6 separate regions of the Mus musculus genome follow, and all the other regions are linked to region 6. A link is a contact called in public promoter capture Hi-C data. All regions are on one chromosome and are shown on one strand. The core of a region is the stretch at or near the end of the contact, and the rest is flanking DNA. Distances in the headings are between cores, read along the strand shown. Region 1 holds the start of Pold2 (polymerase (DNA directed), delta 2, regulatory subunit). Region 2 holds the start of Gas2l1 (growth arrest-specific 2 like 1). Region 3 holds the start of Ykt6 (YKT6 v-SNARE homolog (S. cerevisiae)). Region 4 holds the start of Dbnl (drebrin-like). Region 5 holds the start of Aebp1 (AE binding protein 1). Region 6 holds the start of Gal3st1 (galactose-3-O-sulfotransferase 1).

Evidence for each region. Promoter capture Hi-C pulls out the DNA fragments that hold promoters and counts their contacts. Capture Hi-C pulls out chosen DNA fragments and counts their contacts.
Region 1: a promoter capture Hi-C map of liver shows a contact between it and region 6, with 4 times the contacts expected there. The contact joins the promoter of Pold2 here to the promoter of Gal3st1 in region 6. A contact is called at or near these places in 3 of 39 promoter capture datasets (embryonic stem cells and liver) and 1 of 9 other capture datasets (macrophages).
Region 2: a promoter capture Hi-C map of liver shows a contact between it and region 6, with 6 times the contacts expected there. The contact joins the promoter of Gas2l1 here to the promoter of Gal3st1 in region 6. A contact is called at or near these places in 1 of 39 promoter capture datasets (liver), 1 of 115 datasets of contacts at active chromatin or transcription factors (pancreatic cancer cells) and 2 of 9 other capture datasets (adipose tissue and liver).
Region 3: a promoter capture Hi-C map of liver shows a contact between it and region 6, with 9 times the contacts expected there. The contact joins the promoter of Ykt6 here to the promoter of Gal3st1 in region 6. A contact is called at or near these places in 2 of 39 promoter capture datasets (hippocampal neurons and liver).
Region 4: a promoter capture Hi-C map of liver shows a contact between it and region 6, with 4 times the contacts expected there. The contact joins the promoter of Dbnl here to the promoter of Gal3st1 in region 6. A contact is called at or near these places in 2 of 115 datasets of contacts at active chromatin or transcription factors (bone marrow-derived macrophages and pancreatic cancer cells) and 2 of 9 other capture datasets (adipose tissue and liver).
Region 5: a promoter capture Hi-C map of liver shows a contact between it and region 6, with 9 times the contacts expected there. The contact joins the promoter of Aebp1 here to the promoter of Gal3st1 in region 6. A contact is called at or near these places in 1 of 39 promoter capture datasets (liver) and 1 of 9 other capture datasets (macrophages).

The regions. Positions count from the first base shown.
Region 1 is chr11:5,875,198-5,879,580 of GRCm38.p6, reverse strand. It overlaps Pold2 (polymerase (DNA directed), delta 2, regulatory subunit), which reads left to right and starts at 1,325. Exons shown (of 11, transcript NM_008894.2): 1 at 1,325-1,389; 2 at 2,592-2,868. The coding sequence starts at 2,649.
Region 2 is chr11:5,062,476-5,067,140 of GRCm38.p6, reverse strand. It overlaps Gas2l1 (growth arrest-specific 2 like 1), which reads left to right and starts at 1,814. Exons shown (of 7, transcript NM_144560.3): 1 at 1,814-1,926; 2 at 2,047-2,304; 3 at 2,663-3,315; 4 at 4,440-4,547; 5 at 4,630-4,665. The coding sequence starts at 2,683.
Region 3 is chr11:5,953,291-5,957,554 of GRCm38.p6, reverse strand. Ykt6 (YKT6 v-SNARE homolog (S. cerevisiae)) reads right to left here and starts at 1,797. Exons shown (of 7, transcript NM_019661.4): 1 at 1,551-1,797. The coding sequence starts at 1,654.
Region 4 is chr11:5,787,136-5,791,545 of GRCm38.p6, reverse strand. Dbnl (drebrin-like) reads right to left here and starts at 3,063. Exons shown (of 13, transcript NM_001146309.1): 1 at 2,904-3,063. The coding sequence starts at 2,986.
Region 5 is chr11:5,859,841-5,864,313 of GRCm38.p6, reverse strand. Aebp1 (AE binding protein 1) reads right to left here and starts at 2,448. Exons shown (of 21, transcript NM_009636.3): 1 at 1,916-2,448; 2 at 37-375. The coding sequence starts at 2,162.
Region 6 is chr11:3,982,320-3,986,478 of GRCm38.p6, reverse strand. It overlaps Gal3st1 (galactose-3-O-sulfotransferase 1), which reads right to left and starts at 2,843. Exons shown (of 4, transcript NM_016922.3): 1 at 2,639-2,843; 2 at 1,321-1,538. Gm46265 (a long non-coding RNA gene) reads right to left here and starts at 1,314. Exons shown (of 2, transcript XR_001780153.1): 1 at 1,232-1,314; 2 at 1-1,172.

The sequences.
Region 1 (4,383 bases), core at 76-2,575, 1.9 Mb before region 6:
GAATATATTAGACCCGTCTCAAGGAAAAAGTAGAAATAAAGATATTCTGGGATAAAATTTGATGAGTCCATTTCCTTAGACATTTACTGTAAGGAATCCTAAGGAGAGTCCTGCAGACCAAAGGGAACAGCAACCAAAGAGTAAATGGAGAGCTCCAGTCAAGGGGCTGCACAACAACGAGCTCTGTGTCATTGTAACTTTGGATTTTAATTCTACAAAGTGGTTTCAAATCCATCAAATGGGGTTTGTTCCTGGAACACAAGAACGTTGCAACATAATCAAATATGCAACAGGCTACTTGAGACAGTAGGCAAAAATCCGCACTCAGCCCAGCTTACAAAGGAAAAAATACTCAACAAACTGAAACATTAAAAACAAATGATTTAGCCGGGGGTGGGGGTGCACGCCTTTAATCCCAGCACTTGGGAGGCAGAGGCAGAGGCAGGTGGATTTCTGAGTCCGAGGCCAGTCTGGTCTACAAAGTGAGTTCCAGGACAGCCAGGGCTATACAGAGAAACCCTGTCTCGGGGGGAAAAAAATGATTTAATTCATTATTAAAACAGGAACGAGGGAAACCTTGTCTCAAAAAGCAAAAACAAACAAAAACAGAAACAAGGGGCTGGAGAAAGCTCGGTTGAGAGCTCTTTCAGAATGGCTCACAACCATTTGTAATTCCAGTTCCAGGTGACACGGACGCTCTCTTCTCGCCTCCGAGGAGACTGACCTCACATGCGTGCAGGCAAAACACACCCACACACAAAACAAAACAAAATAAATTCAAAATAAAACAAAAAAACTTAGTAAGCCAGAAGAAACCTACCTTAAGTAATAAGTTTCAGACTGAGTAATTAGGCAATTTTAAAAAGGAGCAATGTTACCACTGAAGTCTGATGCACTTGCAGTCAGGGTGTCTTAGTGTGAATTCTAGCTTTTCTCACTAGCTGGGTCATTTTGCCTGTTTCCCTGCCTGTGAGATGGGAGAAATTGTTCATGCTTCCAAGGGAATCTGAGAAGTCAGGGTGAGAATCACAGCGCAGGATAGAGTGGGAGGGAAGCTTCAGCCACACAGGAGCCACCAGACCCCCAGCGCTCGGGGAGAGCAGCATGAGCCAGGCGCCCAGCCTCACTACGGCCCACGCTACCCAAGGAGTTCACCCGATGAGGCCCAGCCGCAAACACCGCATGCGCACAGGAAACCCAGTGCTAAGTGATGGGTTGTCCCGGGAACCGGAGGCGTGACTCCGCGTTTCCTCGGTCCAGAGGCGGGGCGCACGGGGATTGGCTGGATGAAGCGTGCAGCGATGGGCGGGATGGGGCGGGAGGCGATTGGCTGGATGCGCCGATGGGCGGGACGGGCGCGCAGAGATTGGCGGGATGCGGCGTGGCGCGGTGAGTGTGCTGCTGAGCGGGGTTAACGTGGGTCCTGGGTCAGACTTGGCGGTACCTGGACAGCGGGCCGGGGTCTTGAGGGTGCTTCGAACTGTAACATGGGCCCGAGCTGGGCGTGTCTGCTTCGGGGCAGGTCTCCCGTCGGGTCCGGCCTGGAGCACCGTGTGGGCCGCTGCCACCACCGTGCGTTTTTGGCTTACATCCAGTTTACATGTGCCCATTTGGCAAATTCATAGGGTCCGCTCCCTAAGCCAGAGCTGCGCATTAAAGAAAGCCGAACCAGCTAGGGGAATTTGAACTTTGTAATAGCTGTACCAAAAAAAAAAAAAAAAAAGTAAAATGAAAAAGAAAGCTGTGTTCAAAACTTCCGTTACTACATCCAGCCTGTTGTCGTCTCAACTACGCATGAAGAATATGTTGAGATACTTTATACTAAAGTCCGCTGTGCATCCATCCCCAAGCACATCTTAGTGGGAAGGGGTGCAATACAAGAAAACAAACCTCTGCGCTGCCGGAGCTTAGGCAACAGTTGGAGGAGGCAAAGTAAATGCTTGAGAGATGATAATGATGCAGACAGTTGAAGTAGCAATGCAGTCAATTAGATATGGGAAGGTGAGTTTTAAGGAAAGACTTGAAAGGGAAGAGCCAGTAAGCCTTGGGGAAAAGGAGAGGACCCAGCAGGAGTAGAGAGGCCTCTACTTGGAGCCCCTGCTGTGGAAGGGACACTTGGAAGGAGAAACAGATAGGAGGGGGGAGCTGTTCTTAGAGGCCCAGAGCTGATCTTACAGGTCGTGGTAAGAACTTGGGGTTTTATTTACTGAAAAGCAACCTTTGGGGGGTTTTGAGCAAAACAGGGGCAGCTTTATGCTTTATTTTTTATCACTAATTATATTATGACAGGCTTCTTCAGTGATGCCTGATAGCATCCCTAGAGGTAGCAGAGGTCCCAGGGAGCTGGGCAGAAGCAGATCAATAATTCCATTTGAGGGTATGCAGAATTTGAGACCCTGGTGATTGGGTAGAAATGTGGAGAGGAGGAGGTGATGAACAAGGTTTGGAACGAGCTCCAGGTTGTATCTGACTAGGTTATAGGATGACACCTCCGGACACATGTGTGCACATTGTGGACAGCGTGGTTGGGACACTAGGGGAGCTTTGGGTACAAGAAGGGATTGCAGGAATGCCTTTGTGTGTCTCTGCAGTGATAACTCCTCGGCCTGGACACAGCTGCTTGGACCAAACAAGCCAGGAGTGCCGCCATGTTCTCCGAGCAGGCAGCACAGAGGGCCCACACTCTGCTCGCCCCGCCCTCTGCCAGCAATGCCACCTTTGCCCGGGTACCTGTGGCAACTTACACCAACTCCTCACAGCCCTTCCGACTGGGAGAGCGCAGCTTTAACCGGCAGTACGCCCATATTTATGCCACCCGCCTCATCCAGATGAGACCGTTCCTGGTGAGCCGGGCGCAGCAACACTGGGGTAAGTTTGGGGTACGCTGCTCCCAGCAGCCCAGCAGCTAGAACTAGGACCTTATCTAACCTGGAATACTTTCCAGCTACCATGGAATGGCCCCTTCAGCTCCCTGCTTCTTCTTAAAAGTGAGGATTAAATTAACCTGTGTGGTTAAAGTTGGGTTTGGCCCAGAGTCTGGTCAGAGGTAAGGGCTAGGTTCTGGCAGTGATGGCTACTGTTCCATCCATGGAGGAAATGGTCTTCCTATCCTTATTGTCTTCAGTGTGAATTGGTCACTGGTGTGCACCCTTTAGCTAGAGAGCTCCTCATAGCAGCAGGCTTGGCACCTTGGTCTTTGAGGGATGGACACACCCAGGCCATAGCAGAGCCACAGCAGGTGGGAGTGTGGAATCTGCAGTTTATGTTGGCATCCAATGCTTCTGTGTGGTGTTAGCCCTTTTCTTCTGTGGATGGAGCTCACGGTGGAGCTCTGAGGCATGCTCCTGGCTCTTCCAGGGCAGGACTGCGGTTCTGGCCCAGCCTCCACTTCGCCCTGCCTCCTCAGCAGTTTGTCCCAGGATTGGTCTGTGCTGATGAGTCCCTGGAACTCTCTGGAACTTGCTTTCCTTCTTCCTGCCCAGCGTGGCTTTCTACATCTTTCATGCTGGGCGTGTGGAGCCTTCACACGTGTTCTGGTTTTCCTCCTGGGGATGTTGAATGAACAAGGCTGCTAACTCCACAGAGAATAGAGTGGGCTGGGGTGGAGGGGACACAGAGGTGAAGGATCGGGCAGAGCAGGGGCTGGCATGAGAATCCAAAGTCTTAGCTAGGCCTTTAATCTTAGTACTGGGGAGGCAGAGGCAGGTGGATCCCCGTGAGTTCAAGGCCAGCCTGGTCTATGGAGTGAGCTCCAGGACAGCCAGAGTTATTTCATAAGACCCTGTCTGGAAAATAAAAGACTGCAGAGTCTTAAGGACATGGTAGTTGTCAGCACAGAGCATGTGACAGGCATGTAGGTAATATACTTCAGTTACTTCCCGTGTCCATGGTAACAAAGTACTGTATGTAAACAGGGGACTTAGGACAACACACATGTATTCTCCTATGGTTCTGGAGGTGTAAAGTCTGAAATCAAGTCAGCAGGGCTGATTTCTTGTAGAACAGTGCCTCTCAGCCTTCCTAATGCTGCGGCCCTTTAATGCAGTTCCTCATGTTGTGGTGACCCCCAACCATAAAGCTATTCTCATTACTGCTTCACGGCTGTGTTTTTTGTACTGTTTTGAATTGTAATATAAATATGATATGTGGGATATCTGATATGTAACCCTGTGAAAGGATCATTTGACCCCCAAAGGGTCACGACCCACAAGTTGAGAACCATTTTGGCTCCTGGTGGCTCCAGGAGTCCCTGAGCTTGTTCCCTGTCTTCACGTGGCCTTGCCTCAGACCTCCCCAGTCTCTTTGGATGTTTGGTGTCAAGGTCCCATTCCGCCCAGAGCCCCTTTATCCTCTCTTCATGTCTTCAGGGTAGGGTTTCATCAC
Region 2 (4,665 bases), core at 565-3,064, 1.1 Mb before region 6:
GCTATAAGTAGGGGTCAAATTCCTGCAGAGCTGCTGATGGCAATGGTACCTTAACCTCCCCAGTCCTCAGCTTCCCTAGATCTACAAAACCATCATATGAGGCTGGATAAGGGAACCTGCCACCATGCCACAATACCCAGGATCCCACATGGTGAAAGGCAGAACAAACTCCCAAAAGTTTGCCTTGCCTACATACCTTGACACAGACACACACTCACTAAACAGATGTAATAAAAAGTATCGGTGTATCAGATTATTTTGAAGATGATTGCTGGGTATGACGGTTCATTACTGCTTGTTCCAGGACAAGTCATTTCTCAATTCCTTCACTTAGAATTCAGTCTCCATAGCCAATTCTTCAGGACTTCACTCCCTGCTAGGTGTTATTTTTTTTTTTTTTTTTGTTTAACAACTCCGTGTCCACAATGTTCACCCCCAAACCTGGGATTTCTCCCTCATCTATACTCACACACTCACCTCACTAACATACATCATCAGTTTTCAACAGGCAGTCAAGATCCAGCATCCCCTCTCCCCATTCAACCTAAACCACTTGCCTCCCTCAGAGGCTTCCCTGACCCTGACCCTGACGCTGCAACAACAGCAGTTACAGGAGCCCTTATGGCTGCTACGTCAGCCTCTCCTAAATTCCTCCTTAGAGAGAGGCCTGGGATCCCAACAGAGAGAGCACACCATGAGTTCAAAGCCAGCTCAGGCTACATAGCAGAACTCTGTAAAAGTAATGACATGGTGGAACATTCCTTTAATCCCAGCACTCAGGCGGCAGAGACAGGCAGATCTCTATGACTTTTGAGGCCAGCCTGGTCTATATAGGGAGTTCCAGGCCAGCCTGGTCTACATAGTGAGATCCTGCCTCAAAACCACAACAAACTCCAACAATAATAATTTAATAATAATTAACAAATAAACCGGGGGCTGGGGAGATGGCTCAGTGGTTAAGAGCACCAACTGCTCTTCCGAAGATCCGGAGTTCAAATCCCAGCAACCACATGGTGGCTCACAACCATCCGTAACAAAATCTGATGCCCTCTTCTGGAGTATCTGAGGACAGCTACAGTGAACTTACATATAATAAATAAATCTTTAAAAAAAAACAAACAAATAAACCTCTCTTCCATGACCTTTGAAAAGCATGGTCCACAAGGCCCTAATGTTTCACCACTTCAGCCTTGCAAACCTACCCATTTTTCTTTCCTTCTTCCTTCCTTTCCTTTTTTTGAGATAGGCTTCCTCAGTGTGAAAAACTTTCCCTCTAGATGACTCTCAGCTTCCTCCGTCGCCTCCTTCCTTGATCTGAGTTAAAATTAAGTCCACACACCCCCACAAGATTTCCAGTCTCTCTCCAGCATCTCACTCCTCTCTCGGGCGACAGTAGGGGGCAGGATTCCCTAGATCTTCCAGGTTCCTCCTAAGGCGTGTAGTTGCCCCTGCCACACCCCCTCTTTTAACCTAACCCGCAGCCACCTTCCGATCCCTGAGCCTCATCGTCCTTGTACCTTAAGCTATCCCTGGGCCGTCCTGCAGGAAGAGCACCCAGTTATCTGACTTGCAGAGGTCCACCCGGGACGGAGGTGACTCTGCAGTCCCCGGCCCCTATCGCTTCCGGGGAGGCCACTGTCACGGGGGAAGGACAGCTGAAAGGATCTGAACCCCGCCTAGGAAGACCCAGACCCGGAGTTAAAGGGGGGGTGAGGTGGGGGTGATGCCTTAGGGCCTAAGGCCCGAGAAAGGCACGGCCCCTTTAAGAGCGCAGCTCCGCCCCTTCCTGGCCGGATCCAAATTCCAGGGGGGCGGGGCAGAGCGGACGCCTGGAAGCAGCGATCTCGGGCGACGCCTGTGTGCGGCGGCGCGGCCCGGCTCCGGCCCCGCCGGGGCGATGCTCCCCGGGGCGGCGGGGTGAGCCAGGTGAGCGCGGGGACCCCCAGGAGCCCTAGCCAGAGTGCCTGGAGGTGGGCCGGGCGGTGCGGGCTCTCTGCTTCCCAGGGCTGTGTGACCCTGACTGGGCACTCACCCTCTCTGGACCAGGCCTCGAGCACTGCGGAGGCTCGCGGGGGCCGTTCGGAGTCCCGGCCTTTCAGGCACCAGCTCGGGCGGCTTTTCGCAGCAGGAATCCGGCCTGCCTGGGTGACCCGATTCCTCCACCCACTGCTCTGCGACCTTCGGCGAATGCCTGCCCTTACTGCGCCTCAGTTTCCTCATCTGTAGAATGGAGACGCGGTCGCCGCTCAGCCTGTGGCGCGGCCCTTAGCGGAGAGGAGAAGGGAAAGGCGGGACTTCGTGCAGGTTATGGGCTGAGCAATGGAAACAGTCTCTCCGTGGTTCTGGGCGAGGCTCCTCTCCTGTCCCTCCCTACCCACATGTCTTCATGTTTTTAAATGGCATTTCTTCCTCGTGGGTGCCAACTTGTCCCCAGCCACCCTCTCCCGACCAGCCAGACAGCAAACATAAACACTACAATGGTGTAAATGTTACTGAGTCCCTTAAAGCAGGTCATGGCACCGTGAGAACAATGTGGTGCTACGTTTGCTTGTTCACAGCTTGCTCTTAAACTTAGCGTCTCCCCTGAGTGGCGGGCTGGTAGAGGTGGACCATTCTGAACCCTTTCGAGTCTTCACAGCAATCCTGACCTATGTCCCCACAGTGACTCCACTGGCTCTGGGCATGGCGAACCCAGTGGCGGGCATCGCAGGCTCTGCCGCCAAGAGTGTGCGACCCTTCCGATCCAGTGAGGCCTATGTGGAAGCCATGAAGGAAGACCTGGCCGATTGGCTCAATGCTTTGTACAGTCTAGGTCTCCCCGGCAGTGGCGATGGCTTCCTCACGGGGCTGGCCACAGGCACAACCCTGTGCCAACATGCCAACGCTGTCACCGAGGCTGCCCGGGCTCTGGCTGCTGCCCGTCCAACCCGAGGTGTGGCCTTCCAGGCACACAGTGTGGCGCCTGGCTCCTTCATGGCCCGAGACAACGTGGCCTCTTTCATCGGCTGGTGCCGGGCTGAGCTGGGCGTGCCTGAAGTGCTCATGTTTGAGACAGAGGACCTGGTGCTACGCAAGAACGAGAAGAGTGTGGTGCTCTGCCTGCTGGAGGTCGCCCGGCGTGGGGCGCGCCTTGGCCTGCTTGCCCCGAGGCTGGTACAGTTCGAGCAGGAGATCGAGCGGGAGCTTCGAGCTACCCCTCAGGTTTCCAGCGTCCCTGCTGCTGAAGAGGATGTCACTGAAATTGCCACTGTACCAGGGGTTCCCACCCGCACACCCCGCATGACGCCCAATGACCTTCGAAACCTTGATGAGCTGGTGAGTCTTCTGATATCCACATTGGGTGTCCCATCCCGTCCCGTCCCGTCCCCCCCCCCCCATCAGGGGACCAGATGGCAGAGCTAATACCTACCCCAACCCTAAGCCTCCAGGGGCCCATTCTCAGCAGCCTTCCCCACTAAGAGTACATATGGTGACTGCCAAGTGTGTACCTGGCCACAAAGAAATAAGCTCAGAGAGGCAGAGGTGCTGAGTGAGGCCACACAGCTCAGGTGGGTCTGAGGCAGGAGATCAGCTTTTAGTATTAAATGAGCGGCAACTAAGTTGAGTGCTTTCCTTCATTTGGAGGACTGTGACTTGGGGGGTGCCAGGCAGATGCATTGGCAGCCTCAGACCTGGGGCTGAGTGGCCGCTACCCGGGCTTGAGGCTATATATGTAGGAAGCTCTTGGCAAGAAGCCTGGTACACAAGGAGGGTCTGGGAAGACACCAACCCTGGTGCCCTGATAGAGAGCCTGGCCCCGCTACCACTGCTCCTGGGAACAGGAGGTGCACTTGGGAGCACAGGAGGTACAGACCCCCAGCTCCCTCCGCCTTTCCCAAGACCGATGTGTCCCTGACACCCCCGCAACTGGGCCAAGAGTTTCTTTCTTATCAGGAGCTTAGGACTATGATGTGCCTGCCCAAGTCAGGCATCCGATGGTTGTGGGCAGAATGGTGGCCCGATCTCCACCCACTCACCCCCAGCCTCCACCCCCCCCAACCCAGCTCATTCCCTCTGGCACCGGGCTGCCGTGGGTAGGCCTCCCACATAGCCAGCCTGCCTCCATTGACAAGTATGCAGTAGTGTCCGACGTGGTACCCTCTGATTGCCATGCTCAGCTGGGAGCATGGCCCCCTGCACTCATCTTGAACCTTCCCGTCCAGACTGTGGACCTCACCAGTGTGAAGATGTTATGGGCTTAAGGCCTTTCAGAGTGTTTCTTCCAGGAGATAGGCCTTGGCTTCTCCTCTTCTTCGAGTTGGCTCTCAGAGCCCCCACTGTGATCAGGCAAAAGGTCCCGTGTAGGCTGGAATAGTTACTTCCTCCTGGCCCGCAGCTGCTTGTTAAACCCCAGGAGGGATTTGACCCCTGACCTTCAGCCCGCTCTTCTCTGCCTTCAGGTAAGGGAGATCCTAGGCAGGTGCACCTGCCCCGACCAGTTTCCCATGATCAAGGTCTCCGAGGGGAAGTACCGAGTGGGAGACTCCAGCTTGCTCATCTTCGTGAGGGTAAGTGGGGGGAGGAGAAGCCCAGGCCAGCACCTCAGGGGTGGCCTAGGAGGCCCGCAGTGACCTGCCCTTCGGCCCATAGGTGCTGAGGAGTCACGTGATGGTGCGAGTGGGGGGC
Region 3 (4,264 bases), core at 548-3,047, 2.0 Mb before region 6:
AGTCTTTCCTCAGGAGCCATCCACCTTTGTTAGGATGAAGTTGGTTATGCGCTCACAGAGTAGGCTTGAGCAGGGGGCCAGTCATCGCGCCATGATCCCCAGCGGGTCAGTCATCAGGCGCCATGATCCCCAGCGGGTCAGTCATCAGGCGCCATGATCCCCAGCAGGTCAGTCATCAGGCGCCATGATCCCCAGCGGGTCAGTCATCAGGCGCCATGATCCCCAGCGGGTCAGTCATCAGGCGCCATGATCCCCAGCGGGTCAGTCATCAGGCCCTGAGCCCCATCACCTTGTCTCTGTTTCCCTAGCTTTGAAAGTACAAGCATGTGTCAGGACACCCAGAGGTTGGTTGGTTGGTTTGTTTGTTTTTCCTTTTGATGTATTTGGGATCAAACCCAGGCCCCTCATGCAGCAAGCAGTCTCCTGAATGAACTATTTCTCCACTCAAGCTACCTTCCAACCCCTTGGCAAACACTATTCACATAACTATAATCCACAGCAACTCATGTCCATCAGCGGATGGATACATAAACAAAACATAGTGTTTACATAAAACTCAATACTGTATATATTTTAAAGGGGAGAAAAATTTGGTATCTGCAGAAACATAGGTCAACCTTGGGGTCATTCTGCTTAGTAAAATCAGTGGGACACAAAAAGCCAACTACTATATATCCCACTTATATGAAGTCATTAGAACCATCAAAAGCTGAGACACAACCTGAACAAGCAGATTTCCCCAGACGTTGAGTCAAGATGACCACAGGTCCTACCCTGTTGGGCCCTTTTCCTTTTGTGTCTGAGTCACTCCCACAAGACTGGGTATCTGTGCAGCTTACAATTAAAGCACCCCACAATCCTTTACATGCCTACAAGCAATACAAATCCAGTGGTTCCTGCCTAGCTACCAGTGTGGACCCTTCCTGATAATCAAGGCCCAAACACTAAAAAGAATGAGTTTGACCCCTGACTCCCAATCCTTGAGGAATCAACGATTTTACTCATAAAAGAAACACCTCCATACAGAACTTCTGGAAAGAGCTTTGACCAGCGACTTTCACAAACTGTGGGCTGCAACCCCTTTGGCAAACCTCAATCTCCAAAAATACATATGCATAACAGTAGCAAAATTACAGTTATGAAGTAGCCACGAAAATAATTTTATGGTTGGGGGTGGGAGGGTTCCCTCAACATGAGAAACGGTACTAAAGGGTCGCAGCGCAAGGAAGGTGAGAACCACTGGCAACGACGAAATACAAAGGTTAAGACACCAAACACTGGTTAAATCACAGGGTGCGAGGCGTAGTCAACATACTTATTTCTGAGTCCGGAGATCCCAGATCAGAACAGTTGGCAGCGCGTCTGTAATCAATGGCCTTCCAATCTTTCTACAACTGGGCAATACCGCGTAGGGCAGAGCCCTTTCCCAGGGTTGCTAACGACTCCTCAGGTACAGCCTGCCGCCCGAGGGAGGCCAAAGCCGTGCTCGCCCTTCGAGAGACTCGACTCCCTGGACTCCGGGTCCAGCCACCCGGGCCCGGCCCACTTACCTGGACCTCTGGAAGAAACTAAAGGAAGACACGTCGTACGCGGCCTTGAGCAGCACCGCTTTCGGATCGCCTTTGTAAAGGACACTAAGGCTGTACAGCTTCATGGCGCCGCACCTTCGGGCCGCCGGCTGAGCCCCAGACCCGCTCCCAGGAGCGCGGCCACAGTCCCTCAGAACAGCGGCGGCCGCCTCCTGACGGGGCCCGGCCGGCTTCTTCCTCCTAGAGTAAGGCCCACTTCCGGTTCCGGTGGCGAGTTGCTCCAGCCGCTCCTCGGAGGCCCGAAGGCAGGGTACGCGCGTGCGCGGACGGGTAGCTAAGCGGCGGGGCGCGCCCGCGTCCGCCCGGGTCGGCGCCAGGAGGCTCGGTCTCCGCCTGCGTGGCAGTGCCTTGGCGCAGGTTCCCTTCCGGGCTGTCGCGCGGACCCTGGCTGCCGGTGGGGAGTGCTGTGCCGTACCATCGCTCTTTTTTCCCCATTCTGCTAGAAAAACAACCCGTAGCTGTCCCCACTCTATACTTTTGTTGCATTCTATGTGTAACAGCACCAGGCTACCCAACCTCTTCCCTGGGTGTCCCAAGTACAGACGACTAAAAGAAAGGCCCTTCATCCTTTCTCTTGCAATAATAAAAATCAGAAACGTCACTGGCTATGGCCACTCAGCTTGGACACACTTGTTCGACAAGCCAGGCGGCCAGAGGTGTCAGCTATATTCACCTGCACTGACACCATGGCTCCACAGGCGGCAGACGGAGAACCATTTCTGAAGAAAGCCTCTTTATCCAAAGTTGTACAAAATTACCAGGATAGTGACCTTGCAGAAAGAGATGTGGATTAAGAAAATTGATAGCAAGAAGCAGACCTTGGGCTTCCAATGTGAACAGCAAAATGCTTATCAAACTCCCTTACAGCCACTCTTGGCACCTCTTCCTGCTTTTCTCTGACTTTACCCAGCCTCCCTTGGTCCCAGGAAGTCTCATCTAGAGATATGCGAACTCCCCAAGCCAAGCTTGTTAATCAATTTCAAATGACATTGTTTTCCCCTGCGTTTCCCCAGCTGTTATCCAGCCTGAATTCGGTCCCAGTACTTCCGCACCGCAAAAGTTACCCCCCCCCCCCAATCTGTTGGACTCAAAAAATACCTTTTTTGTAGACATGTTGGTAAAAGTGATAAACTATCAAATTCCAAGTCCTGCTCATTGCAGATGTTTAACAATGACGACGATGGTTATTTGCACCATTACGTTAAATGACAGAAAGAAAGAAAGAAAGAAAGAAAGAAAGAAAGAAAGAAAGAAAGAAAGAGGAAGCAAGCCTCATGAGAGGCCGAAGGTGCCCTTGAGGCTGTTAGAAGCAGAGCTTTAAAGGGAGGCTAAAATCTGAGCAAGGTCTACAGATTAGATAAGAGCACTATATCTTTATTTCCAGCTTTCAGTCACTGACTGCCCTGACCTTATAAGAGAAGTCTCTGGTGCATGCATGCATGCACACTAACACACAGTAACATAAATAGATGAACACTATGTATACAACTTACTCCGAAGAGGTCATATGCATACATACCTACATGTAAGTATATCTACATCTATATATATCTATGAACACATATATATGTTTCTATACATGCTTGTATATGAACATATTATACATGTATTAAAGTTCTCTAAAGGAACAGAATTGATAGGACATATATATTAAGAGAGGACTTATTAGATTGGCTTCAGGATGCTGTGTGTGTAAGTAGTCCAACAGTGGCTGTCTCACACTGGAGAAGCATAGAGTCTGGTATTTAAGCAAACCACAAGACTGGATGTCTTAGCAAACTTAATCTTGTGCTGAAAGTCTGGTTGATTCCTAGAGAGATTGGTCTTCAGCCTACATTTGAATCCCTAAATTGGTTTAGGTGTAGAAATACTGCGGTGGCAGGGTAGGTGACCTAGCCAGGGAAGGCAAAAGCAAGCAAGCGACAAGCCAAGTTTCCTTCTTCCACATCCTTCCATATGAATTACCACCAGGAGGTGCTTGCTGCCCAGAGTTAAGGTGGGTCTTCCCGCTGCCTTTAATCTGCTCAAGCAAAGCGCTCACAGGACTGCCCAGCAGTTGATTCCAGATGCGGTCAAGTTCAAAAGCAAGGTTATTCATCACGATGCCAAAGACAGAGCAAATGCGGGGAAAAAAAGAAAAAAAGAAAAAAGATTAAGTGATGCAGATGGAGAGCGTCCAGAAATTTCTGTCCTTGTTCAAGAAACCTGAAAGTATGGGGAGAGAAAAGCTTGCAAAAATAATTCATTGACAAGACAAGCATAGCATCACTGGTGTGGGATGGTGGAGCTCTTATGTCCAGCCTCCCCGAGTCCTGAGATGTCAAAGAAAAGCCCTTTTGCAGAGCAGGAGAGATGGCTCAGTGGGTAAAGGCATCTGCTGCCGTGCCTGATGACCTAAGTTCGATCCTCTGGCCCCAATGGTGGAAGGAGAGATCCAAGTCCCACGTGCACACATGCACACAATAACATACACGTCAGCCCCCTGAATACTCATTCATATGCATGCATGCACACTAACACACAGTAATAATGTTATAGATGATATATATATTTATAATTAAAATGTTAAGGGTTTTTTTTTTCATGAGTGTTACTCTACGTTGTACCCGAGGAGGCCAGTAGAGGGCGTCAGATACTTAGATTCCTGGAATTAGAGTTCCACATGGTTATTAGCT
Region 4 (4,410 bases), core at 1,814-4,313, 1.8 Mb before region 6:
TTCCAGGACAGCCAGGGCTACACAGAGAAACTTTGTCTCGAAAAACAAAACAAAAAAAAAAAAAACAAAAAAAAAAGAAAGAAAGCCACTGGGACTGGGGAAGGACATATGAACATATACTTAGGGGAGGATAAAAGTGGGAGGGTTATGTGTTCTTTCTACACACTAGTGAATAAAACACTCAGCTGGCTTTCAGGCACATAAATTTCAAAAGGCAAAAGATGTCTTCATATTCCTGAATCCAAACACCTAACGTAGAAGCAGGAGGGAGAAAGGTGCACTGGGGACTCCTGGGTGGGTATCAGCCCTGCCTTCATAGCCTGAGGGTAGACAGCAGGGCTTCCTGTCTTGAGATTCTCCTGCAAACATGCACTTTACCAGGCAGATATAGCAACAGAAAGTAGACAATGACAACACTGAGTTCCAGTGAAGACCACAGAGCCACCAAGGCTCTAATGGATAGTTGTCCAGTGGCTTTTTTTCCATCTACTGGCGCCTTGCACCTGTGTGTCCTGTGAGTGCATCTGCACATGAACACGCACACATGCACAATACACATATCGCCCCAAATAAAATTTCCAGTTCAGAGATTTTTTTTCTTACCTTCAATAGAACTCTCACCTCTTCTTTTAAATCAGTGTGAACAACGCCTGGTACGTGTATGCTGACTGGACTGCAGCTATGAACAATTCCTAAAAGGTCCGACCCATGGAGCTTAACTTCCCTACACCTGATGCTAATGTACAGTGTACACAGAGTGTAATAGGAACCAGATAAGCACAGGTCATGCCAGGCTCTTCAGGGAGGAGGCTGAAGCTAGATTATAGATGAGAGAAACTAAAGCTATGGCTCTGGTCTACAGTGTCACGGTACCAGCTCTGTGTGTGTGACCTTTTTTGGCTACCAAATTGAAGACTACCTCTTTTTGACAGTCTCTTTTTCTGCATGGCTTAATCCATCCATCAAAACATATGACAGCTAGGCACAAGGGTCTACCTGACCATGTTAGGGAAGAGAAAAAGCACACACACACACACAAACACACACACACACACACACACACACACACACACACACACACACACACAGAGTCCATGAGGGTTCCCAGCATGTTTCTTATTTGTATCACAAAGAAATGAAACTAGGAGAGAGGACAAAGTGACTATCACTTTAGTCTCAGGGAACTCCACAGTCTTTTCTGGCCTCTGAAGGCATGCATGTGGCCCATGTACTAGGAATTTAGGAGGACTCTCTGAGAAGACAACCCTAGCATAGAGACATAAAGGACAAGAAGCAATCAAGATGATGTATATGTATGTTCCATGCAGGGGAAGCAGCAAGATCAGAGGTTCTGTTTGATGAGGAACTAGCTTGCAGTTTTGAGGAAGAGAAAGACTTTGGTACAAGGGTGGTCAACAGGTGTGGCCAGAGTAGTAAGCAGGAGGGGCAACAGGAACCAGGGCAGACAGGGTAAGAGTCTGGGCTTTACTAAAGTGCAACAGGAAGACACTGCATTTATGGGCAGGGAAGTTAAGATGGCCCAGATATTCTCTCAGCTAGCGAGTGGGGACCTGCCACAAAAATCTTGCTGAGTGACTACTGAAATGGCTGTGACAGTGAGGGTGGAGGCCAGAGGCTCGTTCAACTGGAGTGGCAGCACCGTCTGCATACAGTACTGTAGGAAGCTGGGCAGTAGCATGGCTGCTGGGGCAGATGAACAGTGTATGGGGAAAGAGCAAGATCTGCACCCTCAGAAGGAACAATGGGTGGATGAGGCAGGACAATGTCAGACCAAGGTGGAGCAGATGATTCTAGTAGGAGGCTCAATGTGTGCTCGGGAGACAGACACAGGTGAGATCGTGGCCAACCTGGTCTACACAGTGAGTTCCAGGCCAGCCAGAGCTACACAGTCTCAAAAGCAAGCAAGCAAGCAAAGCAAGCAAGGTCAGTGAAGAGTTATAAGCATGGGTGAAGGGCACTGCTAGCTAGGTTGTGAGGTATTCCCCAAACAGTGATGGTTCTGAGACGACTAGAGGGCCAAAAGATAAAGAGGAGAGACAACACAGTAGAACAGAAGAGATGATTGGCCAGAGTTCTGCAATAGGGGAAGTCTCCAGGGAAGACTCAACACAGGCAAACTCAGTATAGCGCCCCTCAGTGCTGACCACAGGGTAGTGGTGGCCCCACCAGAACTCCAAAGTCCAGTTTGTGTTCCCCAGAATTTGTCCACCTGCCATACTCATCAGATGTCTGAGAAACTGAAGCACTAAAAACTGGCTAACGGAAGCATGTTAAGTAAACGGAAAGTGAAAGAGAATTACTATAGACTGGTATGCATGTAGCAGAAACCTAAGAGGGCTCAGCAGGGCCACTCCAGAAACTTCAGATCTAGTTCACAGTACTGTAATGGCTCCTGGGGTGGTGAAGGAAGGATGGAGCCTTTTCTCAAACAGGTGACAGGATCCCATTTTCAGTCCCAGAATCAGGGACCCAGACCTGTGACATCCTTGACTGAGCCCTGTGTGAGCTCATGACCTCAACCCACTGCTCACGCCGCTTTCAAGGTCTCTTCCTGAACTCAGGGTTTAGAAGACGTGGTTTCCGCCTTCCAGGGAGTTGGGGAACTGCGCGGGACCCCTTTGTCCAGTGAGGTCCCAGAAACGCAGAGCCTGGCGGAAAGCAGAAAGCACAACCAGGCAGAGATCTTCAGGGCAGAGCCGACCGACCACTAGGTGGCAGGGGAGAGGCCCGGGGGTACTCGCCGGGGGGACGGCGGTGGCGAGGGTGGGGTAGCATCTCGCTAGGCTTCAGGAAGGTGGACAGGTGATCCTGCAATACTACGGCTACGCCGCGACCTCCACCTTCCCGCTCTGGCGCCTCTCCGGCCCCGCCTTGCTGCCTACCAGTCGGTCGGGGATTTCTCGGTGACTACGCGCACGTAGGCCTCCTGCAGCGCCGGCCCGTTCCGGCTCAGGTTCACCGCCATGGCACGCCCCACGGTCCCCGCGATGCAGCAGCTTCAGCTTTCTGCCGGCCTCCAGTGACGGCCGGAAGCCCCGCCCCGGAGGCCGGAAGCCTCGCCTCTGACGTGCAGAAGCCGCGCCCAAGAGGCCGGAAGCGGAAGTGGAGAGAAGGCGAGCTAGGCTGAGGGTAAAGTTGAGGCGGGGTGCTGGTGAATGAAGATCCACGAGAGGCGGGCCTGCCCGTAGGTCCTCGTTCGTCCGCATCTGCAGGGCGTGGGCTCGATTTAGAGCTTCACGCTGGTTCGTCTCTCATTAGTTAATGTATTTTGTTTAAGAGCAAGCTGTATGCGCGCAGGCGCCTCGGAAATTTCATCTGATAGTCGGACATGATGGCTACGCCTTCAACCCCAGCCTAGCCCGGTGTACAGCGCAAGTTCCAGGATGGCGAGGGCTAGGCAGAGAAGCCCTGTTTGGAAAAACCAAAGAAGAAAAGGAAAAAAACATGAATCTGCTGTGTTAGGCGTAGAGGTACAAGCCTGTGATCCTAGCGCGCAACTGGCAGAGGCAGAAGCTTGAGTTCTAGCCCGGCCTGGGCATTGCCTAGATCTTCTAAATAAAGTAAAATGAAATATTTGATGTGATAGTGGGGTAATGAAGAGAACCTGCTTTGTGCTTCACTTCTATTTCCAGACAGTTGCCTGAACGTCCCTATGAGAGACCATACTCTGTTGTCGTAAACTAAAACGAACCCTTACTTCTCTAAACTGCTTTTAGCTAGGGCATTTTATCACAGCAACAGAAATGAAACTAGAACAGTGGGGGTCGAAGTTACATTTAAAATGTTGCAAGAATGGGGCTGGAAGTGTTGTTCGTGTATTTAATCTCAGCACTGGGGAGGCAGAGGCAAGCCTGGTCTACATAGTTGAGTTCCAGCCTATCTCAAAGACAAAAAAAGGGGTGGAGGGGCTGGAGAGATGGCTTGGTGGTTAAGAGCACTGACTGCTCTTCCAGGGGATCCAGGATTGATTCCTAGCACCTATGTGGCAGCTCACAACCCTCTGTAACTCCAGCCCTAGCCCTCATCTAGTCTCTGCTGGGACTAGGTATGGCCATGGTGCACTTAAACAATCACACAATATAAAAATAAGATGGGTGTGGTGGCACATGACTTCAATCCCTGAACCTGGGAAGCAAAGGCAGATAGATCTCTGAGTTTGAGTCCAGCCTGGTCTACATAGTGGATTACTGGCTATAAGTGAGTCCCTCTCTCAAAAAAGTATTAAAAAAGAAACTTCTGGCTGGGCAGTGGTGGCGCACGCCTTTAGTCCCAGCATTTGGGAGGCAGAAGCAGTTGGATTTCTGAGTTTAAGGCCAGCCTGGTCTACAGGGTGAGTTCCAGGGACAGCCAGAACTATACAGAGAAACCCTGTTCCGAAAACAAACAAAA
Region 5 (4,473 bases), core at 1,199-3,698, 1.9 Mb before region 6:
CAAAGAGGTCAGAGCCCCAGGGATCCTGCTACAAACCTCTCTTCTGCGGTAGCTCCTGGGCGCTGGGGTTGGAGGGTGAGGGGAGTAACCGATCCAGCGTTTCCAAGGGGGCCACAGTTGAGAACTTCTTTCCTGCCGAGGGCCTCTTAGTGGCCTTGGGTGGCTTCTCCTTAGGCTTCTTGGTGGCCTTGGGTGGCTTCTCCTTGGGCTTCTTGGTGGCCTTGGGTGGTTTCTCCTTGGGCTTCTTGGTGGCCTTGGGTGGCTTCTCCTTTGGTTTCTTGGTGGGCCTGGTAGAGCCCTCCAGGGGTTTTGTGGCTTTGGGGCCTTTGTCCTTCTTTCCTTTCTTCTCTTTGTCTTTGTTTTTTTCTGGAGGGACTGTCAAGGATGAAGATGCAGGAGCAGACAATCAGAGCCTAATCTGTGTGCCCACATGGTCCCCCTGGATGCCCAGAGCCTGGGTGTGAGGGCACCTGTCAGTCCCTGGTCTGGTACAGATCAGGAAACTGAGGTTAGCCATTTGCCCAAGTGATAGAATGAGAAACCTTGTCCAGGCATCCTATCTGTACATCCAGAGTGAACAGCAGCAACTCTTGGCTGCTCTGAAGTAGTGAGTTCAGGGCATGATATATAGAGAGACATCTCTGTCTGTCCAAACCTCCATGGGGTCCTCATAGTCCCTAATTCACATGTCTGCCTAACCCACATGCCTCACAGCTCAGTGCCAGGCATGGAAGGTACAGGGAAGAACCTGAAAGAGCAGGGCTACCCAAGCAAACAGCCAGGCAAATTAAAGACTGTGGCTTGGCCTTCCAAGAGCCTCCTTTCAAGGGAGAAGAAAAGCTTCAAAGAGACAGTCAGGCTGGGGATGTAGATCTGCCCTAGAGCAGTCAGTCCCCTGGTATGTAAGGCCCTGGATTTGGTTCCTTCCCAGGGAGGAAGGCAGGCAGGCAGGCCGGCAGTCACTCCGTAGGTCTTGAAGTCCCAAAAGGTTCCCGTTGAAACTCAAAACCAACAGGAGGCCCTTATCAAGGACAGAGGGAGAGAGAGGCAGGTAGGTAGTTCTCTCCGTGCTGGCTCATCTCAGAGAAGTCAAGTAGCAGGGGCCACCCTTCTAGCACCCTAGGAGCTGCAATTGCTGGGTGCGGAGAATTTAATGGCGAATGGGAAACACACAGGCAGCTGGCTGAAACACAGGGAATACAGCAAAACATGCAGCAGGAGCAGGGTCACTTGGCAATGTCCAGAACGTCTTGGTTGCTGGAGGCAAAGTGTGCAGGGAGGTGAGGGTAGGGAGAGCAGGACAGATCTACAGCAGTGGGGGCCGGAGGGGGAGTGGCTGACCTCAGGAATGATGAATGGTGCCTTACAGTCTCCTGGGAGAGAGATCACAAGATCCGTTGCCACTCTCCAGAGGGCCATGAAAAACAGCTAAGATTTACTGACAACGATTGCATAAGAGGCTCGGGGTTGCATGCCTCCGGGATGCTATCACCTCGCTTAGTTCTGACCATCTCAGACTGCCCACTTTCACCTGGAAGTCTTCCTCACCCCGCTCCCCTGTCTGTGTTCCTGTGGGAGAAGAGGAGGCAAGCAGATGCCTAGGCTTGAAGCTTGCCACTAAGAGACTAGGGCCAGTTCGGAGAGGCGAATCACAATTTCCCACTCGTCCAAACCTACACTCTCTTGAGACCTGGGATGAACAACTTGGGCGACCTCAAAAGCCCAGCGCCACCCTATGCTGAACACACACCTCCAGGTTTCCAAACTCCAGGACAGAACTGCTGCCTGGCAGTGTGTTGCCTTGCGTTGCCTTGGAGAGACATTCCTCACGGGGCAGCATGGGAAGTGGCTAGACCCTCCAGAGCCCCTGTATGCTCACTTGATGCCATGGCCACCCATGTCACCAGGTTCTCACCTTCTACATCTGCCCGCTGCTTGCCCCCTGCCTTGGATTTGCGGGGACGCTGGGTGGGTTCGGGAAGCGGCTGGACTTCCACGTCGTCTTCCCGGGGCGGGGACTGGGTCTCCAACTCCGAAAGGAAGCCTTCGAGGAACTCCTCGATCTCGTCGTCCGTCAGCACCGTCTGTGGGTTCCCCTCAGGGCACAGCGTCAGCAGTGCCAGGAGGCCGCAGAGCAGGGATGCGGTGCGCACTGGAGCCATGGCTCTGGGCACGCGCGGGAGCCGGGCGGGCTTGAGCAGGGACTTGGGTGGCAGGGGCAGCGCCCCGCGTAGGGGCGGGAAAGGGCGCGAGGAACGTGGGCGTCAAGGGTATCCAGAAAGCGGTGGGAAAGGGAGATTCAAGGAGAGCAAGGGGCTCCAGGAGAGGTTCTGGCGGGCCCAGCTCCGGCAGCAACTGGGCGCTCCTGCCCCGCGTGGCTGGCTCTCACGCGGACCGCCCTCCAGAGCGCTTGCGACGGCCTGGCCGGGGCGGGGGCTTCGGGTTTCCGGAGGGGGAGGAGGAGGAGCCGGCCTTGGACCGGGGGCTGCGGGGGAGGGAGGCGGAGCAGCACGGAGCCCAGACTAATAGCAGCGTCAGCGCCCAGTTTAGAGGGTCTGGGTGCAGGGCGCCTAGCGGGGAGGAAGGCCTGGGAGAAAAGAATGCAACAGTTATGGGGAAGGGAGTGTGCGGAGTCTAAGGAGACCTGTGCTCTAACCCGCTGTGCCCTTTGCTCTGAGCCCAGGGAGATTGCTAGGGGAGGGAGGGAGTAGGGCCCTCGAGGGTACTGGCGATCACCTCCTTTCCACTTTCTGGAGGTTAGCTCTTCAAAGTGTCACCTGCTGTGTGCTTGCACAGGTGTCACCTTTGTCCAGTTATCACCAACATCCCAGGTCTTTGGAGCCAATTTTTGCGAGGAAGGCTGTGAAAAGCTGTTCTCAGCAAGCTGCTGTCCTTATGGAGATAGGAGCCCCACTTCAGAGCTCAGGGCTCAGGTCCCAATGTGGAGTAATAGCTATTTCTCTCCTTCCTCTGACCAGAAGCGGTTAAAACAACAAATTGTTTACAACAGCTTCAGCTATGGCTTCTAGAATACAAACGTTGGCTGGCTCATAATGGCCATCATAGCTAAGCCCAGGAATGCCAGAGCATTTACCCATGAAGGATTAAAGATGTGAACGTGGGCTTGTAGCAGCCATAGGTCCAGGGCAGTGGCAGGCAGCTTTCAACCAAGGTGGGGAGGCACTCTGATAAAAAAGAATAGCGACCCCCAGATGATTGACATGGGAAAGTTTACATCTCAGCTGGAAGAGAAAAAAGAAAAAGCAGGTCAAGAAACACCAACACGATGCCACCTCCTCAGTCTTTCACCCTCACCCTCACCCTCTCTGTCCAGCATGAGCAGGGAGAAAAAGGGGAAATTTTCGGGTACTGGGCTCTGTAACCCACTGCTCTCAGGGAGTAGGCAAGCCCCTCCCGGCAGTCTCCTTTCTGGCTCTCCTTGAGGAAGCATGGAGACTATGCCAAGAACTGATGTGTGTGTGAGTGTGTGTGTGTGTGTGGGGGGGAGGGTCTAACCCATCTTAGCCCTCCTAGCTGTCTGACTCAGCAGGGGAACTCCGTGTCCACAACTTACTATACGCATATTAAATGGACCACCTTTCTGGTTTATTCGATTTTTTTGAGACAGAGTTTCTCTGTGTAGCTCTGGCTGTCCTGGAACTTGCTCTGTAGACCAGGCTGGCCTCGAACTCAGAAACCCACCTGCTGCTGCCTCCCAAGTGCTGGGATTAAAGGTGTGCACCACCACTGCCCGGCTAAATGGACCACTTTGTGCTGTGCCTAGCACACACGATCAGCCCTTGCATCCCACAGGCTGTTGGTCCTCATCCACTTTGCTCCCCCTCCCCCATCCCGGGACAATCCTCTCACAGCTAGGCCTCCCCATGAGAGACTTCAACCTGGTCGCAGAGCAAGAGTAAAGCAAGTCTCACTCATGGTCACCCTCTGAATCATTGTGCTCAAAGTCAGTTCTGGGAATTGGCTTCCGTGCCCCCAGTCTGGTCCAGTGTGTCATGCTGGGTATGCCACAGGGTGCATGAGGGGACATGGATGTCACTTCCCTAGGCATGGGTCATACTTGGACTGAATTTGGGTTGGATATTCTCTGCCAGGGAAAACAGAAGCCATTTCAAAAATGGAAAACAAAGAAACCTAAGGTCTAGAAAGCCTTTTCCTGAGCCTCAATGAGTCACGGACAGGAATTCGAGCAGAGGAGCTGGGCCCAGGAGGCCTGAGGGGTTGAGGCCTCCACACAGAAAATCCGGAAAGGTGCGTGGGAGCACAGTGCTACGCTGGGGATCCTCCCGAGGGAGCCCGTCCTCAGGAAGTCTTTCTAACCTGGGCCCACAGCGCTGGGGCAAGAGGACAACCAGAAGCCAGAGCCTGTGAGGAGAGCTCTCCACTCTGCTGAAGAGCATAGCGTTTAAGTCAAATGTCCAGAGGGCACTGCCAAGGCCACAGCTGAGGAATCGG
Region 6 (4,159 bases), core at 1,594-4,093:
TCTCAGTTCTTAATGTCGCCTGCTCCTTCCCTCCTCTGTTCTCTCAGTTGTGCTTCTTCTTCTTTCCCTTTTTCCCTGTGTGTGTGTATGTGTGTGCACACGTGCACCCGTGTTCCTTGTATAGACCAGCTTTTTCCCTGTGTGTGTATGTGTCTGTGTGTGTGTTTGTGTATGTATCTGTCTTGTGTAGACCAGCTCACTATGCTCCTGACTGATTTCAAACTGATGATCCTCCTGTTCAGTTTCCCAAATGCTAGCAATACAAGCATGTGCCACAATGCCTAGCAACCTATTGTTTCAAAGGGCAATCATGTAATCGCAACACACACACACACACACACACACACACACACACACACAGAGTGCCCAACAGAATAGCTCAGTATTATATGCTAGCACTAAGTAACAGGTGGAGAAATGAGTCCAGTAACTGTGGCAAAGCTAGAACTTGAAGCATATTCACAGCTCTCTGAGACACTACCCTGCTTATGCAAAAGCGCCAGCCTTCCTGGTAGCAGATCCAAGTACCCAAAGCAGCTCACCTCGCTAATGGGCAGTGGCAAATCACAGATGTCAACGAGAAACCAAACCACTCCATTAACACACAGACACACACAGACACACACACACACAGACACACACACACACACACACACACACACACACACACACACACAACCAGGGCTAAACACAGGAGTCCGTAATAAATATACTCGATACTTTATACTCGTCACAGTCTGAAGATGTACTTGACTGTGCAACCACACGGCATGGTAGACAAGGTTTATGGACGCACTGCACATGCCACGCACAACGCTCTGGCTAAGCAAGCACACCCACTGTCCATTGCAGGATGCCCTTAATACAATCCTGCTCCCAAGTCCGGAAACAGGGTGATCACTGGCAAGAAACTGTTTGTATCCTAACACTTAAAGGTACAGCTATGCTCTCTCAGTCTCTCTGGGAAGATCCAAAAGTGAGAAGTGTGCAGTCCTTAGCTCGGTGCTTGGCCCGGGCAGTGGATCTGGTTATGTTCATGGACAACTTAGGTCCTTTTAGATCAATAGACTTCAATGACCTATGTTCCCATGATTTATACACAACTTGCCTCAACTCGCATTCCACACCCAGTAAAATTGACAGAGTGCCCACAGAAAGACTGTGGGCCTAACCTCCCTGCCCACACCCAGTAAAATTGACAGAGTGCCCACAGAAAGACTGTGGGCCTAACCTCCCTATCCACACCCAGGGCAAGATGGGAGTGTCACAGAAAGGGTCTGACTGTGGGCCTAACCTCCCTGCCCTGGAGAGAGATCTCACCTGATGACTCCAGGTCTCCAGTCTGGTAACCTTTGGGGTACTTCTGCTCCATCCCGCTGTGTCTTCTCTAGTCATTCACATTTCATGGAGTCAAACCAAAGCAAGAAGCTTGCCCCAAGCCACTGAGGGGGCCTAGAGTCCCCCATTGCCATTGTCCTGTGAGTCACTGCTTTCCTGCAAGTGCTTGTTTGTTCTTCCTTGGAGCCCAGTGAGAGGCACTGTGAGTGACAGATTTATGAGAACTCAGCACAGAACCCAGGAAGCAAAAGAGATGCCCAGGAAGGCATCTTTCCTCCAGTTTGGGCAAGAGGACTTCTGGGTAGGGCTGGGATCCTGAGACAGGGACCAAAAAACAAAACAAAACAAAACAAAACAAAACAAACAAAAACGCACACTGTGGTTTGCAGTGAACTCAGCCATTTCCCAACGGTGTGACCTTCAGCAAGTCACTGACTCCTTGAGCCTCAGTATCTTCCCTCTAGATAAGTAGCAAGGAAGCCTGAAGGCACAGTGCAGATCAGCTCACCCCCTCCAGAGAGGAAGAGATTGAGTTCTGATCGGCTCTCCCTCCACACCCCTTTCCTCCTGAAGATTTCCAGGGCATCCTCACCCTCAGCCCAGTAACCTCTGGTGTCAGGTGTCAGTCCCTGCAGCCAGATGTGTGCCTGTCATCACAACCAGCTCAGGAAGGGGCGGGGCGGGGGGGGGTTAAAAAGAGAAGGCTCATGTTGGCCTCTCACTAAGGGAACAGACCAACCTGAGACCCCCTTATGGAGCACTGGTCCATGGCTCCGGAACCGTGTAGTTGTTGCATATAGGATCTTTCCTGTCCTAACTAGACAAGTCTGTCCTTGTCTCCTGGACTCACCTCCTTAGGGGCACACATATGAGAGGCCTTCCCCAAGCACAAGAGTCTGTCATTGCCCAAGGCCCCCCTCTCCCCGGTTTGTACTGTGACAGCCGCCTCTTCTGGGAACGCAGGTAAGGAGCGGGGAGATTCCTGCCTCCTTCTCCACTAGGGCCCAGGCCACAATGTCCAAGAGGATTAATTATTAACGAACTCACAGCACAACAGCTAACCTTCTGGAGCCCCACCCACCCCATTTTTAGGGACTCCGGGGGTCAGGGGAGGAGGGGCACCCAGAGCAGGGCAAGCAATCAGCCAGAGCCTGCAGGATACAGTGTTGGTGAAGCAGCTCTGCAGCATTTCTATATCCCTTGCTGGGCAAACACGATCCATCGATCCAGTAGGCAAGATGTTCAGGAAGTAGGCTGAGGCAGGGCACAGCCAGCGTGAGTACAAGACCTCCCGACATACCTTTGCCCTGTTCTCCTTGGGCTCCGGGTGGCAGGGGTCGGCCCCGGCCCCCGCCGCCGCCGTGGCGCTCACTGGGCGGCGGGGCGCACTCGCCGGGACCCGGCGCGCTGGCAGGCCTGGTCCATGCCCCCGCCCCGCCGCCGCAGCGGCTGCCGCACCCCGCTCTCAACACTCGCCAGGTGAGGCCAGCAGCCTGGCCCGGCCCCTGACGCCAGAGCCAATGGGCGCCACGGCCCCCTCCCCCCCCCCACCCCCTTCCCGTCCTCTCCCCTGCGCCGCCTGCCCAAGAGGCACAGAAGCTGTATTCAGCTCCCTGGGGCGCAATATTGCGCCCCCGCCTCCGGCCTAACAAGGACTATTTGTCTCCGATGGGCCAAGGGGTCCATTGTCCTACTGCCAGCCCAGAAGGGAATAGAGGGTGCCTGGGGCTTGGTGGTAGTGTTGGGGAAGGGAGCCTGGGCTCTGGAGAAAGGGGGCAGGACTAGTTGCCAGCCTTTTATGGACAGCACTGGAGCTCCTCAGAATCCAGTGGAACATAGGTCTTCCTAGCTCCCTCTGATGAGCCAGGAACACATTTGTGGTATCCAAGAAAAACAGGTGAAGAAGCGCCAGGATCCCTGGGCCGAGTCACTTACATGGTTCAGCTAACTTTCCTCTTGAGGATACCTCCTCTAGAGGTCTGGGCAAGTAAGTAGGGGCCTGTTTGAGTTCAGACTGTCCTTCATCCTAAAGGAAAACCAAGGATGGGAACTAATTTGGAATTAACCCCAGCTGTGGGCACTGCAGAACCAGCTGGCCATCGGGTGGCACATGGGCCACGTCAGAGTCCCACTACCCCCGACATTTCTAGGCAACCGTGGAATGGGGAAAATTCCACATCAGCCTGGCTGCCAGGCATTCTTCCATATCTAATGGGCTTGCTGCTCTTTGTCCTTGTGGGCCCTGAGTCACCTCCCAGGCTATAGGTTATGACTTTGAAACTCCTAACCCTTTGTTCCTGCCTCTTGAAACTGCCATGCCAGAACATGGCATCAGATAGAGCCCCCTCCCCCCATCCCACATATACAGTGAAGCCACCAGTTTGGGGGACCTTGGGGTCCACAAGCCAAAGCCTGCAAAACTCTTGCCTTCCTCTTCAGTTGAGGTGCAGCCATGGCAGCACAAAGTCCACATATGGGGCCAATACAAAACAGGTCTGTCAGGCTATCAGGTCCTTAGATTCAGGGAGGGCAAAGTCCAGCCTACCCTGTTTAGGGTATCACCGCCTCTGGGGAATGGCTATGGGAAAGATGTCCTGGGAAGGACTGAATGATCAGAACCCTGACCCTGTCATGATACATGGACAGTTCCAGGTAAGGACCATCATCAGAGGTACCTGGAGTGAGGGGACAGGTCCACAAAGGTCACAAGCTGAGATACCAGCAGTGACCTCACTTGGATGGAAAACTAGGCTATTGCTGCCCTTAGACCTCACGCTCACCTTCCACCTGTACTGGCTTGTTTTGGGTCAACACAAGCTAG